Regions from separate parts of the Mus musculus genome. Here all the other regions are linked to region 3. The links are chromatin contacts, called in public Hi-C and HiChIP or PLAC-seq maps. All regions are on one chromosome and are shown on one strand. The core of a region is the stretch at or near the end of the contact, and the rest is flanking DNA. Distances in the headings are between cores, read along the strand shown. Region 1 has its middle 47 kb from the start of Gm34044. Region 2 has its middle 75 kb from the start of Gm34044. Region 3 has its middle 65 kb from the start of Gm33782.

What was found. Hi-C and Micro-C count contacts between places; a contact is called where the count stands out from the background. HiChIP or PLAC-seq counts read pairs in DNA pulled down with a chosen protein or histone mark.
Region 1: a Hi-C map of bone marrow-derived macrophages shows a contact between it and region 3, with 11 read pairs. The contact joins two enhancer-like sites. A contact is called at or near these places in 1 of 484 Hi-C or Micro-C datasets (bone marrow-derived macrophages) and 2 of 115 datasets of contacts at active chromatin or transcription factors (embryonic basal ganglia and embryonic stem cells).
Region 2: a contact with region 3 is called in an H3K27ac HiChIP or PLAC-seq map of thymic regulatory T cells, with 3 times the contacts expected there. The contact joins two enhancer-like sites. A contact is called at or near these places in 1 of 484 Hi-C or Micro-C datasets (CD4 T cells) and 4 of 115 datasets of contacts at active chromatin or transcription factors (bone marrow-derived dendritic cells, large pre-B cells, memory CD8 T cells and 1 more).

What each region holds. Positions count from the first base shown.
Region 1 is chr10:97,281,728-97,284,427 of GRCm38.p6, reverse strand. No RefSeq gene overlaps it. Among named protein-coding and RNA genes, the nearest start is that of Gm34044, 47 kb to the right of the region's middle. Within about 2 kb of position 1,442, at least 11 of the 459 cell types and tissues checked have an H3K27ac peak or open chromatin away from gene starts, as enhancers often do. A contact at or near this core is called in bone marrow-derived macrophages, where this site is marked.
Region 2 is chr10:97,159,867-97,162,566 of GRCm38.p6, reverse strand. No RefSeq gene overlaps it. Among named protein-coding and RNA genes, the nearest start is that of Gm34044, 75 kb to the left of the region's middle. Within about 2 kb of position 1,431, at least 29 of the 459 cell types and tissues checked have an H3K27ac peak or open chromatin away from gene starts, as enhancers often do. A contact at or near this core is called in memory CD8 T cells and thymic regulatory T cells, where this site is marked.
Region 3 is chr10:96,373,080-96,375,779 of GRCm38.p6, reverse strand. No RefSeq gene overlaps it. Among named protein-coding and RNA genes, the nearest start is that of Gm33782, 65 kb to the right of the region's middle. Within about 2 kb of position 1,354, at least 141 of the 459 cell types and tissues checked have an H3K27ac peak or open chromatin away from gene starts, as enhancers often do. A contact at or near this core is called in bone marrow-derived macrophages, memory CD8 T cells and thymic regulatory T cells, where this site is marked.

The sequences.
Region 1 (2,700 bases), core at 193-2,692, 910 kb before region 3:
TTTTAAAAAAAATCACCATTTGAACCACAGTAAAAGTTTAGCAGATCAGTGTTACATATGTGCTCTGTATGAACCTTACTAGGAGTCACATGACCTTGTTTTGTGGAAAGGACACAGTAATAATTTTGGCTTATCACTAGTAGTCAGAGTCAACAGAAGAAATGTCCTTGGAATGCTCACCTGTGCTCATATCTGCTGCCCCAGCCTCAGAGACAACCAAGGAAGAAGGTATTGAAAGGCTTTAAGAACCAGAGGTCAGAGAGGCACCTTGAGAAGCAGTATCTTCTGGATATAACTGGACCACTGTATTCATGAGCTCACAGAAGCCATGGTTGTCTGCATGAGACCTTCACAAGATCAAACCAGTCAGCATGGAGTAGGAGGGGTTTCATGAACCCCAGTGATAACTGAGGATATATGGACAATTGATGGTTCTTTTGGGGGAAAGATCACTTAAGGAAACAAAGTATAAACCCTAGTAGGGTGACCACACTCCAGTGGATGTCCCTATCCCTGGAATTTCATGGACAGCACAAATTGGAGCTAATGGGTAGTTTTTTTTTGGGGGGGGGCACAAAAACATGACGTTGGGGGTGGATCTGGGTAGAGTTAAGAAGAGGAGTTGGTGGTGAATATTGTTAAAGTATATTCTATGACCATTCTCAAAGAATTAATAAAAAGGCTTATACTAAAAATAGCTTATGTTTTGCCTTTCAGATGGTGGCTATCCTTGTAAAACAAAACCAGGCATGTGCAATATGGACATGAATGGGTTTGCTTATGTCTATAAAACTTTATTTATGAAAGCAGCTAATAGCTGCTCTCAGCCAGCAGGCCTCAGTGTCCTGACCATGATTCTAGATTTCATTATGAAAACATGCATAGGAACATGTTCTAACTGTCCAGGACTTACTGGTCAGGTCACAGTCCTGAAAGGTACCCATGTAGCATGGCTTCATCACTTATGTTCCTGAGAGCTAATTATTTGGCCCAGTCATAACATTTAATAACCTTCTTCTGTGACTTCTGTGTGTCCCCTGCCCCCAAATGCAGTAAGTATACTCTGGGCGGGAAACAAAAGATGCAGCTACTGTCCTGTGTTTCCCTGGAAGCCTGTGGAGTGGCATTGCTTTTGCCAGGAGTGGTCCTTCCGAGAAAGCTGTCTCTGAACAAGTTTGGGCAACAATTTCATTGAGGATGAAAGAGTTACTTCTGTCAAATTCAACACGCACTCCAGTTTCATTATTTTAGGACATAAAATTGTTTAGTGATTAACTTTGTTTATACTTGGCAAAGCATCACTTCCTTTTCTGAGGAGGAAAAGAGACAAAAAAGCTCATAAAAAATTTTTCAAAAAGCTTTCTACTTCAAACAGCTCTTACAAAACTGCATTTGGATGAGTCAAGTGTGGGGGAGTCAAAACCATATGGATTCTTCCCCTTTTAAAATAAACACTGACTTTCAAATTGAAGGAAATTTTCTTACAAAAGTAGACTTTAGCTTCCATAGACTATAAATAGTGAAAAAAAAGCAACTTCCCGAAATTTGATAGACCCAAATCACAGCTGGGTTTCTCATTCTTAATAATTGTGTTTTCACTGTATATCATTTAAAAACAAACAGCTCTAGGAGTGGCCCACATTCGGCTATTTTTAAGGGCATGGAGATTTTCATTTATCTCTCAAGTAATTTTTTCCCAAATCTTGAATTTGAGATAAGTTGCATTGTTACATTCGAAAAGACATAGGGTTAACCACTTGCCAGTCATTGTATTTCAGAGTCAGCTTGAGGTTAGTCTGGACTTCATAAGTGGATCCTGTCACAAAAGGAAGGAGGGTTCAAGGAAGGAGACAGAGACAGATAGGGAAGAAGATGAATACAGAGGAGAAGAAGGAAGTATTTGGGTGACAGCAAAAGAGGAGGAAAGAACAAAGTAAGGAGAGAAGTCAGGAAGGAAAGAGGAAGGGAGGGAAGGAAAGAAGGAGGGAGGGAGGGAGGGGAGGAAGGAAGGAATGAAGGAGATGGAAAGTGAGCTATGTCTGTAAACTTATTGTTTAAGATTGATTGATATAAGACACATTGTTTAAGATTGTTTGTGTGCATGTATGTGAACCCTGTTGAATATCTGTGTACTGCTTTTGTATAGAAGACCATGGGAGTCAGAGGAAGGCATTAAATTTCCTGGAACTGGAGATACAGGGTGTTATGAGTGACCATGTGGGTGCTAGGAACTGAACCTTGAGTCCTTAATGAAAACAGCCAGTGCTTGCTTCTAATCACTGAATGATCACCCGGTCTCTGTCTGTACATACTTCTGATACAATGATAATTCCTGGTTAGATTATCATCTATTATTACATTTTATCTACATTTTCATTAATAATCTAAGCAATAAAAAATTAGCACCCTTATTTAGGTAGATTAAGTGACCTACTTGGATGGCTATGAATATTATCATCAAATAATGCAAACAAAATTTTCATAATCTCAGTCTTTAAACAAATCAAGTCAACTAGACTTCCATTTGTTCCTTAATTCCTTTGTTAACACCAGAAATTCTAAAATACAGAGGCATTTTCTTGAAAGGACCCAGATATAGCTGTCTCTTGTGAGACTATGCCAGGGCCTAGCAAACACAGAAGGGGATGCTCACAGTCAGCTATTGGATGGATCACAGGGCCCACAATGGAGGAGCTAGAG
Region 2 (2,700 bases), core at 182-2,681, 790 kb before region 3:
GGTGGAGTGACGCACTACTGCGTTTTGGCAACTCTTTTCATAAATGAATATCCTTTTCATGATCTAATAAGTGCTGGATTTTCCCAATTTTTCTTGTTTCTTCTTGATAATTTTATTCTTTAAAGCACTTTTTGAGGCAAGTGTGAATGTGCTGTCTAGTATTCCTCCATGCATGAATATTGCTGTGTGCCTTGCCAAGAAAACGTGTGACAGAAGAGCTTTGTCCAGGCATGAATTATAATGCCATTGACTGTGAGTTCGATGTTAATGAATCATAAGTAAGATGTCTCCACACATAAAATAAGATTATATATTGATCAGTAGACAAGAGGCTTACAGAAACCTGCTTTTGTGTTCCCCATAGGAACAGTACTACAATAGACACAAAACTCAATTTGGTGATCACAAAGAACCTGTAGAACATAGTTCCTAAAGTCAAGAGAATCAAATATACATGTATAATGTGCTTTGAATAAGAATGGCCACATAGGCTCATATATTTGAATGCTTGGAGGGAGCACTATTTGGAAGGGTTCATGGAAGAAGGGTGTCATTGGGGATGGTCTTTGAGGTTTCAGAAGCCTAGGCCAAACCTAGAGTCTCTCCCTCTTCCTGCTGCCTATGGACCAGATGTGCAACTCTCAACTTCTCCAGCACCATGTCTGCCTGCACACCGGCTTTCTGCTAGAATGTCAGTTCATATTAAGCCTCTGAAACCATAAGGAAAACCCAATTAAATGTTTTCCTTTATAAGAGTTGCTGTGGTCATGGGGTCTCTTCGTGGCAATGGAACACTGACTAAGTACATAATGTATATTCTTATTTATATGTATATTGTCTCAGGAAATATTTTTAATTCTTTATTTTACTTTTGAGATTATAATATAATTACTTCATTTCCTCTGTTTCTTACGTCCTCCAAACCTTCCCGAAGACCCAGTCTTTGTGTCTTTAAATTCCATGGGCTCTTTATTCATCAATTGATGAATTGATGAATATATATTCCGAGATACATAAAGACCACCTGCTCAAGGTGTATGATGTGACTTCTGCGCATGGTCTCAGATCCCCAGACCAATCATAAGAGGATGGTAAATTCTGTGCTGTGTGTGTTTGTGAGGGGAGTTAAGAGATTAGAGAGTAGAAAAGAAGCAATATTTACTTACCACCTCATGGAATTTATCACATGTATTATCCATAAAATAACAGACAGCACTAAAGAAATAAATGAAAGAAAATTTCTAATGCTTCCGTTACTCTCACCAACAATAATTTGAAGAAGCAAACATTTCATTAGTAATTGCTCAAGCTTTCAAAATGCAGATAGAACACACACTGGCTTCTTTTTACAAGGACATACATTAAGTCTCCCCTCCCTTTTTCCTCTAGCCTTCCACTCGTCAGCCCCTCCCTGCACTGGCACAGATTTCTGATAACAGACTTCCTGTCACCCAGGCTATCTCCTTGTGCTGGCCTTTCCACGGTACCCACACTGGAGAGACAAGTCCTGTCATTGTTCTGAAATGTAAGGCAGGAGCTTAGATGAGGAGATATCAAACAGAGAAGAAACTTCCTGTAAGGTCTATTTGGTGGTGGTGGTAGTTGTAAAGTGTGTGTGTGTGTGTGTGTGTGTGTGTGTGTGTGTGTGTGTGTATCTCTGTGTGTTTACTTCTAAGTATGGCTATGAGTTTTTTGGAAAAGAAAAGAACTCTCTATTATAAGTCACCTCTTATGCCCTTTATACATTTTATTAGTTTCTTATTTGACTGGAGAAAAAGACAAATATTTTAATTTTACCAGAGGAAATGGACTACCGGTGAATAAGCAGCAGCCTGACATCCAGCCTTCTATATTCCCAGTATACAAGAAGATGGCTATCTCAGTACATCCGTTGTTTTCAGGAAAGACACTTGAACAGGGTTAAAGACATTTTGTTTGCTTGTTTGCTTTAGGGAAAATACACATACTGATACTGGCACTGGACGAATACAGAAGGGGCTGTGCATTTAGAGTTCCTGATCGTGATGGCTTCTAGTACTGAGCTATGTTATTAGTCTCAAGCCTGTATTTCAATTAGACTGCTTCCCCCACCTCTCTGAGACTGAGTTGTAATGCTCACTATTTCCTCTAGAGGGAGAACGGAACAGCAATCCACCAGAACGGTATTTATGGAAAAACTGGGTCAATTAGAGTAACCCTGAAGATTTTTTCATGACAGAAAAACACGAGTTTGCCAGGAGTTCCATAAACCAAAACACAGAGTGGTTACTTGCAATAAGTGGCCTTCTCTGTGTAACCGAGTCACCCTTTGTAATGTATAGGAATGTGGCCTCAGTTTGCTGTCGATATTAAAGCAATAGGGAAAAAAGTTGGGGGCACACACCTCATTTCACTCACTTTACCCACTCACTTTATATAAGTTATAAAGATGTCTCCATTACATTACAGATGATAAGCTCATTAGAGATGTTTGCAAAGCTGTGCATTTGAGTCGCAGTCTTTATGAGCATCCCCTGCTCGAGCACACATGCAAGGTAGCATGAGTGAGGAAGACAATCTGCAGAATGAGCTATTCGGTACATAAAGACACTGCCTAGTACCTCACATCGGGATGACCATCCATTCCCTCCTCCCTGTACCATTTTCCAGGATAGCCAGCATTTGGCTGACATGATCCAATCCTTTTAAGTTTCAGAGACT
Region 3 (2,700 bases), core at 105-2,604:
TCACCAATCAAAGAAAACACATGGTGGGACTCATGGCCCTAGCTGCATATGTAGCAGAGGATGGCCTAGTCGGTCATCAATGGGAGGAGAGGCCCTTGGTCTTGTGAAGGTTCTATGCCCCAGTGTAGGGGACTGCCAAGGCCAGGAAGAGGGAGTGGGTGGGTTGGTGAGCAGGGGTGGGAGGAGGGATAGGGGGTTTTCAGAGGGGAAACTAGGAAAGGGAATAACATTTGAAATGTAAATAAAGAAAATAGCTAATTAAAAAAAAAAAAACAAGACTCACCAAGAGAACATCATCTAAAATACTTACTAATTAACTGAACTTCTTATCACAATAAACCATAAAGCCTTCATTGACAGCTTGATGACTTGAAACATATAATCTCCTAAGGCTCTAAAGTACAATTCCTGTGTGTTTTTATTTCTTAGTTAGGGTCATTCTCTGTAGCCCAGGCTGGCCTGAAGTTCAAGGCTAGCTCCTTGACTCAGCCTTCCAAGTAATGGGATTATAGGCGTGAACCACGAGGGATGTCTCAGCTGTTGTGGATTTCACAGGGCCGGAGGACCTCAGGATAAATACTTGCTTGTGGCTAAAGGACAACTGTCAGGGCTTTGTAAAGTGACTTTATTTCTTCTCTTAATGCCAAACCATGTGGCTGTTTCCCTTAGTCCTTTATACTAAGTAGAGGTGCTAGAACATTCCATGTGAGCAGACTACTACTTGGGTACACGAAGAGCTTCACTGTAGAGGCATCTGAGTTTAGTGTCCCTTTGTGTTTATCTGGCTATCATTTCTGGAGGCTTAGATGTGTGAAAGAGATGGAACTTCCCATGTCCTTTGTGCCACCTCTGTTATCTTTGGGTCAGCCTAAAGACTCCTGAACCGGCTTGAGGCCTGCAGGTTTTTTCTGCTGCTCTCTCTGTGTTCTTGGGAGGGCTGTTGACCTGTTGGTAGAAGGAAGAGACAATTTAACAGTCCCGGATCAGTTCCGTGTTTCAGTGAGGCCAAGTTGGGTATTTCCCTTCCCAGATCAGTTAAGCCCCTGGTAAAACCCCATGAGTCAGGCTCTGCTGCACCAGTGTCCTGAAGGTTAAGTCTTAGCAAGGAGAACCCAGAACTTCAGGTATATTTTAAAATGACGATGTCCCTACCCCGTGGGGAAGCAATACAGTATTTTACTTTTGTTTTTTCACAGTAGGAGTCTAATATCAGTAAAACTCAGGAAAGTTCCTTTGTTTAGACCCTCTAAGATATCCAATTCTCAGGCTTGAGCAGACGGGAACAATAGCAATTTGTTGGTGGGTGGTAGTGGTTTCTGTTTCCACACTTCTGCTTTTGGTGAACTGACGTTCTCCACACTCATGGGCCTGCCGCTCTTGCTTGTCGGCAGCAGTCTGTGACCTCAATTCTCTGAAGGCTCTAAGAAGAGCTGTCAGTTCAGTTTGTTCAATTTGTTGTTGTTGTTGTCGTCGTCTTTCTTGCTTTATTGTGTTGTGTTATGTGATTGGGAGTCACAAGTTCAAAACATGTGTCATGACTGAAGCCAGAGCACATTTCGGAGTTGGTGCACAATGTTTCCTATATGTGTGGAGAACAGGAGCTCAAACTGGAGTCTGTGGTGGCCTCAAACTCACTGTCATCTTACCTCAGCATCCCACATGTTGGAATTACAGAAGAATGACGCCACACCCAGCCACAGGGTCTCTTTCCCTGAATTCTACTGAACCTGGAATCTTCTTGGATGGTGGCTGTGAATCAGAAGTCTGAACCAAATAGCCAGATGAGCCAGCAGGCCCCACTCCAGGTTTGGGGATACTTCTCTAAGCCTGGGGTGTTCCTATTCCAAGGTGAGGGCTGTGCTGCCCTTTCACAGGCCCTGTGGAGCACAAGCAATGCTGATGTACAGTATTCTTTCAGGCTCACCACGACATACACAGGCCAGTTGCTTGAGACTAGCTCCTGTCAGAGGTCACCCTGTTTTGTAGTTATCTGAGTGCCCAATAGCTTTGCTTCGCATTCTCAAAGGCAGACATTCACAGATCAGTGGCCCTGAGGGAGGCCAAGAAGAGCATGGCATTCAAGCGACAGGAAGAGGATGCTGGGTTTTAGGTAGAGCAGTTAAGAGGAAGCGTCTCTCAGGCCCTGATAGACAAGGAGGCTTCTGCAGAAGGGGTAGGGGTGGGGCAAAGGGCAGAGAAAAGGGCCTGTGGATTCTGCTCAGTCTTTGTGATGCATCGAAAAGAAGGACTCTGGAAAGACTGAGCCTAGCGATTCTCAAATGTTCACGGAGATCTTGCAGATTCTGTTTGAGTGCTTCTGATGCCAGGCACCGAATTCTGCATTTCTAACAGTCTCTGGGGGAGGAGTGGTTACGGATATCAGAGCTTAGGCCATACTGTGAGGCACAAGGGTGTCAGAGGACTCCCCCTGTGCTAACATAGACAACACAGTGGTAGCTGCTCACTGCGCTCTCTGACCTCCTCGTAGGCATTCTCAGTTTGACACAGTCCCTTCTGGAAGAGTAAATGGACCCTCTGTGTTTCTAAAGCCTGAGCTTTCTTCCAAGCCTCTCTCTAGCCTATCCTCCTCTAGGATTCCTCTACCCCTGGAGGCCTCTGTGATTCATGGCTTTTGTGGGCTTCTGTACCCTTTCTTGTGCCTACCAAGGCATTCTCTTGATCTGTCTCCTGACTAGAACT